Regions from separate parts of the Mus musculus genome. Here region 2 is linked to region 1. The links are chromatin contacts, called in public Hi-C maps. All regions are on one chromosome and are shown on one strand. Each heading gives the region's core, a stretch centred on a gene start, on an enhancer-like site or on the middle of the called end of the contact. The rest is flanking DNA. Distances are from core to core; before and after follow the strand shown. Region 1 has its middle 20 kb from the start of Gm41125. Region 2 overlaps Parg (poly (ADP-ribose) glycohydrolase).

Region 1 (3,295 bases), core at 5-2,504:
ATAGACAATGCCAGCAAGTGGGCCTCAGTAGGTGGTCAAAGGAATTTAAGATGGATAGTATGGGTAGAATTGCCTTAGAAACATAAAATGAAGAGCAGACAAGATTGCCCAAAACTCTCTTCTGAACACCGTCCGCACAGCCCTCTGATGTGAGCAGCCATTCTCCTCTATGCATGCGCTAAGACCCAGAAATAAATGTGAAAGAATCTGAGGATGATTGTTTGCTTTTTAATAATCAAAGTATTGTGAATTATTGATCCCACAGGCTCTGTCCAGATGTTCTGCTATCTACAGTTCCTGTGTGTATTTATTTGTATGTTCTAATCTAGACTTGATCTTTGGCCAGTGGGATATAGAACAATTGACGAGATGGCTGAGAGGAGCCTAGATCTTAAAGGGATAAAGCTGGTTCTACTCGCTCCTCTTGTCCCTCCTCCATCATGAGACGAGCTTAATCTAAATAGCTGCTGCCCTCTACCTATAATAAACACACATGTTTGCCACATGTCTGTGAAGAGCTAAGCTGGATTCTTAGCTTAAAGCAGAGACCCAGTTGATGTCAACCTGTGCTCATAGTCAAAACAAAAATGACTGTAGTTTAAGTTACTGGATTTCCGTTTGGCTCATCACACCGCAATAACCTGCTGGTACCAAACCACCCTGTTGGTGTAGAGCAGCATCTTGACCCATATCATTTTTATTCTTTTCTCTTTGCTCAGGTAGCTTCTCTGTGTACTGATTGGGTGTCTGTGTAGCCGTGGTGAAAAGTCCAGTTTGTAAGTCACCCATGTGGTGGACCCTGAAACGAAGGGAGACAGATTAGAGTTGAAGGTTGGTACTCGTGGGTTTTAGTTTGTTTTTTGAGTTCACATCTTCCTAGGTTCCTTGTTCTTCCCTCCTTCTTGCCCAGCACAGGTGCTACTAAACACAGAGGTGACAGCCTTGTACACACAGCTTCATCATCTCCCCTTGTTTCTCAGTAAATTCAATTTTCTGCATTACTCATTACAGTAATGCTTCCCTGACCAAGCCCGCTCTGAAAGCTGTCTCCCCGAGACGTCCCTGCAGGTGTGTTTACTGTTGTCAAACACTGGAAAACAAGGCAGTGGAAACTGTTCCAAGTGCAGAATCCTTTGTCAAACTTCACAGTAACGACAGCTGAAGCATTGTGACTCTGAGCCACCACCCTTCCCCACCCCCACGATCTTCTCAGAACTTCTTTGTGGGAGGGTCTTAGCCAACAGAGAGTGAGTATTGAATGATGAAGTCATCACAGGGGGAAAAAAAATCAATTCGGGGCTTTGGAGTACCAATGGGTGGGGTTAACCACAGATTTGTCATAGGATTTTAAATTCAAAGCAGCAGGAGTTCCCTAAAAGGAAAAGAGAAAAATAACTTTATTTACTGCAATATTACTATTTTCATAGTTTCTCAGAACAGGTTGTACAGACCAATACAAATGTTACGAAGCTGGAGTCCGATGGAACACAGAATCATAACAAGTGGATGTTATGCTCAGAACTCAGAACCAGGGTGGCCCAGCCCCCTGTGAGGTGGCCTCAGAGCTCCATGGGATAAACAATCGCAGCCACGACCTGGGAGTTGAGGAAGTGACTCATTTTCAGGAATGAGCCCCTTTAGAGGCTGACAGACATTCCTTTTATTTTCCCCTTGTGACTTGGCCTCTGGGAGATGCTGCTGCAGCCAGTGCGCTGGTACTCCAGCGTTTACTGGGAAGGCACTGGCCTCTCTCACCCCATGTTGTCTGGTCTTTCTGCTCTTGGCATCTCACTGTCCTTAAGGGTAGCCATGCTCTAAAATCAATGAACTTCTTGATATGTGGGTGAGACTTAAGAGATCTCCTCTTGTAAGAAGGAGCCATTGTTAGGGACTTTGGGGTTGAAATGCTTTGTCTGAGTTTCTCCACAGAGGCACTGAACCTCAAACACAATTGAGTTCCTGGGTGGAGGTGGAGGCAGGTCAGTAGGAGATGTCTGCAGCCTGCAAGTGATGGCTGCGGCCAGGGTCACAGCTGGGGAGGGCTGGAAGTTTGCAGGAGAACCAAGACAAGAGACAGAGCAGAGCTGACAGGTCTGAGGGAGTGTCTCCAGAGGTTCTGACCGGTGCATCATCACCCTCTTCCTCCTCCTAAGTGTGTCTCATCACCAGGGTTCTTGGGATGTGTTACCAGGGAAAGCAGGCCCCTGGGTACAGGGTACAGAGACAAGAGTGTTCACAGATGCAGTATTCCTAACAGCTCTGATCATAACATCAAGCTAACAACTTTAACTGCAGAATGGACTGGAAAGTGGTGGTGTATTATTTATAAACCAATTGAGGCTGAATTCTATAGTGCTATATATGCTTTCTAGGTTCACCAACTGGGCAACTTAAGCCAGATTTTTCAGATACAGGGTTTCTCTGTGTGGCCCTGGCTGTCCTGGAACTCACTCTGCAGACCACGCTGGCCTTGAACTCAGAGATCTACCTGCCTAGGTCTCCTGAATTTTGAGATTAAAGGCATTCACCACCACTGCCTGACACAACCAAAAGAAAATTTTAATTAAAAAAAAATATTTTTTTTCCAAAACACCATTTCTAGCCCATGTTGGTTCCAACTCTCTGTGAATAGTCGGATGACACTGAACTTCTGGTCTTCTAGCTCCTACTTCCAAAACTTCTGGAATTCCAGGCATGTGCCACCACCCCTGCTTCACGAGGTACTGGCCACAGGGCTTTGCACATGCTAGATACTGTTCCATCTGAGTTACATCTCCAACCTAAAAATTCTTGCTATCAAATTCAGGAGCTAGAAGACGGAAATTGAGGATCAGCAGGGTTGGTTCCTGTTGGGGCCTCTGAGGAGCATTTGTTCCCTGCCTTGCCCCTTCCAGCAGCAGCTGGCAATTGCTGGGTTGGCATCCTGTCTGGTAGCTATGTCACTGGTATCCTCACATCCGGCCCACGAGGCCTTCTCCCTCCTGTCCATGTTCACACAGCCTTTACATGAGGGCATGGTCATGAGAATTAGGACTCCTCCACATCCCCATACTAACTCATACTAACTTAACTGACCCTGTTTTCAAATCAAGTAACAGTCTGAACATGAACCTGGGGGTAAACTAGTCAACCCAGTGCAATACTATATAGCTGTTAAAGTGATAAGCCACAGTATATGCACCAAAGACAGTAGTGAAAGAAGGCACAAAAGCCCATGGAATGTGATGTGACATTACCAAGTTCAAAGTCAGGAGAACTGAGCTGTGGCATTTGGGAACATATGCTTGGCTGACTG
Region 2 (3,624 bases), core at 568-3,067, 260 kb after region 1:
GATTTTTTTTTTTTTTTCATAAAAGCCATAGTAAGCAACAGATGCCGTTTTTTGGTTTGGGTTTTTTTTTTATCTGTGGCTCCAAAAATAGACGGTGAGAGATGGGGATAGAACAGTAAGAGGACAGATAAGGAAAGAGTGAAAACCTTTAAAGCAGGCAAACTTTGTTCGCTGTGCAGTATAGACGTGATGTATTCTCTCTTGGAAACTATTGTTTTTCTTTGGTAAACATAACAAAGTCTGTACCTTAATTGATCATATAAAATTATCTTTATTGCAACTTAGAAATTGTGTGTATCTGGGGGACTGCAGTGATGGCTCAGCAGTTACGAGCATTGGCTACCCTTTCAGAAGACTGGATTTCTGTTGCCAGCAATTCACCACTGCCTGTAACTGTAGATCCAACAGACTCTGACATCTTTCTCTAGCCTATGGGTGCCTGCATGCATGTACATGTACACACAGAGACAAACACATAAATATAAATTAAGTCATTTAAAAAGGAAAAAGAAGCTGTACAGTTCTTGCTTTTATTATAATTCTAAAAATGCCAAATGTGTTTGTTGTACACTTGGCTGTTGTCTTGTGAGTCGTTGGGGAAAGGCTTCTTAAAGCCTCTTTTCCTGTGAGAAAGACTGTAAACCTATCAGTAATGAACTGGCATTTTTGCTTATATGCTGCTTACTTTAAACAGTAGATAAGGGTTATACTTATGCAAATTAATGGAATAAATTTTATGGCTAGCTTATCCTTTTCTTCTGAGTTTTAAAATTTAAATTTTAAGATTCTAAAGCAGGCCCAACACAATTTATTGTCTCCTGGGTCAAAGTATGTATTGTTATACCTATACCTAAATAAGGTTTTTTCAAGGTTTGTGATTATGAGACTTCATCACGGCCTCTGCTGGTAGTGCAGGCTACTCACCTTAGGCTGTTCATCACCAACCACCTTCACATCTCCAGTGAAATGCTCTCCTCATAGTGCTCAAACCATTCAGCTTTCTCTATTTCTTTCTCTCTTTCTTCCTCTCTTTCTTCCTCTCCCATCTCTTCACCACATACTTGCACACTGTAGTGGTTCCTGCTGAGAATAGACCAAGTGGCCGGTGGGCCTCTGGGTGTCATCTGAATCATGTGCTATGATTAGGCAAAACTTAGCATAAGTCAGTCATCATTAAAAAAACATAAAAGTCAGTAGAGTGAGCATATTGTCACTTGAGCATCAATGTACTTTCGCATCACAGGGATATATTCCAGAATATAGCATACTGTTGTGGGTTGGTAACTGTATCAAAATGCTTAGGAACTTTTCTGTGTTGAAGACATTTGCCCTTCCTCCTGGCTGATTTTCTATAAATGTTTTACTAAATGTTAGTGGTCTTTAAAATAGTTTGAAAAAAACTCACCTAAGACAAGTAGTTTTGGTGACCACTGTTTCAAACCTAAACAGACTTCTGTATCCAGTAATCAGTAAGGATGTTGGCTTTCTCCATTGTAGCTCTTTCACACTGTGGGTTTTTCTTTTTATACCTCCTCCCATTCCTCCCCTTCTCTTCTTTCGCCTTCTCCTCCTTTTTTATACTACAGAAATATGCTTTTGCTAATGAACACATACTTTGTAGCTTCTGATTTAGAATTATTAATAGATAATCTGTTTTCTGGGTCTGTCTTGGACACTTAAAAACTGTAAATGTCCTTGTTCTATTTGTCATGAACAGCCTGTAGCAAATCCCTAATCAAATGAAAGCAGCCTGGGATGTTTCATAAGTCTACAGCTAATGTCTTTATCTCTGTAGCTTTCAAGCCTCTGACTTGGAGTTCAGTGGAAGTAGCCTTTTTGGACTTCTTCCCTTGGTGACTCAGAGTCTCTGGAATCAATAAGGTCTGCATTACTTTACAGCACAAGCTAATTTAATTCATGAGAACTGTAGAAGCCAAAAGGCATCTAATCAGAGTCACTAAAATATTAAAGCAGATAAATTATAACTCTCAGGTTTACATAGACTGTGCCATATTCCATCATCACTTCCACACTGGGTTCATGTGCATTGGAGTATGGGTCAGCTCTGTATTCATGCTTCTTCTAAATGTAGTTCATCTCCCCTCCCCCTCCCCCATAGGACACAGTGACAAAATTGAAATGAGGCTTGCTTTGCTTTGAAAGTCAGAAGCTCGTTCTTAGGGAAGCTGTCCGTGTGTGTCATCGATGAAGTTAGTTCTTTTCTGACTGTAGAATCACACAAGGATATCAGATGGAATGGATACTCAAAAGTGGAAATCGATTTAGTAGGGTTTGTTCTGTATTTTAATAATGAAATTAATCTAGTATACAATGTCTTCTAGCTGCTATCTTTTCATTTTTTAATTTGAATTTTCCTTTTAAATGTGGCTTTGGTATTGGCATCATTATTCAGATGCCTACTCTGTTAGAAGGGTGACGATTCCATGCTCTAACCTCACCCTAGACTTATATCTCTCATTATGATCTATGCTCCTTTTTTGTTTGTTTGTTTGTTTTGGCATTTTATGTACCCAGTTTGATATGATGCCTTCATTGCTATTAAATTAATTTGCATTTAATATTGTAGGTTGCAACCCATTAAGAATAAGTCTTATGTATTCCTTTTTTTGTAAGTGGGTTCCTCGCTCTTTGATTATAAGAAGAGTACTATAAAAAGACATTTTCTAAAGCAAGAACCATGTCCAGCATAGTAAAATATGGAATATTTTCAGAGCCATGGGAAGAGCATGTTAAAGACAAACAAAAGGCACCTTCTTCCGGCAGTGGGACATTGAAGCTGTTCAGGCTCTGTCATACACAGCCCTTTCTTGGCAGTTGATTCCTGTCTTCCCATAAGAGAGATTTTCTTTCTGAGGTGCCTGCTGCATACATATCACAGAGTATTCCAGGCTCAGTCTTAGCTCAGTCTCCTAAGATTTGCATCTGCTGCAAGATAGTCCTTTTACTCTCCTTAGAACAATCTCTGTGGCTATGTGATGGAGACAGTGGCAGGCCTTATTTTCAAGAGCTTTACTTCGTATTGTATAAAGTGGTATCCTCTTCCTCTTCTAGTTCTCACAACTACCCCATAGCTAGGCGTTGTTAAAGCATTGCTGTTTTACAAGTGAAGGACTGAAAACCAAAGCAGAGAGGGGTTTTATTGGTGAAGGTTGCGGTCTTATCTTGGTTTTAGAGGCAGGGTCACACTGTGTATACCCTGGCTAGCCTGGATCTCACTGTGTAAATCAAACTGGCTATAAACTCACAGAGACCGATCTACTTCTGCCTCCCAAGTGCTGGGATTAAAGGCATGCACCACCATGCCTGGTGTAGAGTTGAAGCTACATGGAATTAGAATTTGTTAATCATTTTAGCTGACCTCAGCCTCTAGTTCCTGTCAATTGCTCATCCCCTCATCTTATCAGATGCTGTCATTGTCTTTCCTGAGGTTCCTGATGCTCAGCCTACTGTTTATTGCACTGTCTCATCCATATTGTTATGGCTAAGTTGGTATACTGTAGTCGCTGTTTAGCTGACCCTATGTACTGTGCTGTTCTCTTCAGTGTTGCCTCTGTGCACCTCTATGGCATCATTTCCTATCCTTCACCTAAAAACCTCATTGTG

Evidence for each region. A called contact is a pair of places that touch in the nucleus more often than the background predicts.
Region 2: a contact with region 1 is called in a Hi-C map of the N1E-115 cell line, with 3 times the contacts expected there. The contact joins two enhancer-like sites. A contact is called at or near these places in 2 of 484 Hi-C or Micro-C datasets (CD4 T cells and the N1E-115 cell line).

The regions. Positions count from the first base shown.
Region 1 is chr14:31,962,142-31,965,436 of GRCm38.p6, forward strand. No RefSeq gene overlaps it. Among named protein-coding and RNA genes, the nearest start is that of Gm41125, 20 kb to the left of the region's middle. Within about 2 kb of position 1,255, at least 108 of the 459 cell types and tissues checked have an H3K27ac peak or open chromatin away from gene starts, as enhancers often do. A contact at or near this core is called in the N1E-115 cell line, where this site is marked.
Region 2 is chr14:32,224,959-32,228,582 of GRCm38.p6, forward strand. The region is part of intron 7 of Parg (poly (ADP-ribose) glycohydrolase); the gene reads left to right. Among named protein-coding and RNA genes, the nearest start is that of Parg, 25 kb to the left of the region's middle. Within about 2 kb of position 1,818, at least 6 of the 459 cell types and tissues checked have an H3K27ac peak or open chromatin away from gene starts, as enhancers often do. A contact at or near this core is called in the N1E-115 cell line, where this site is marked.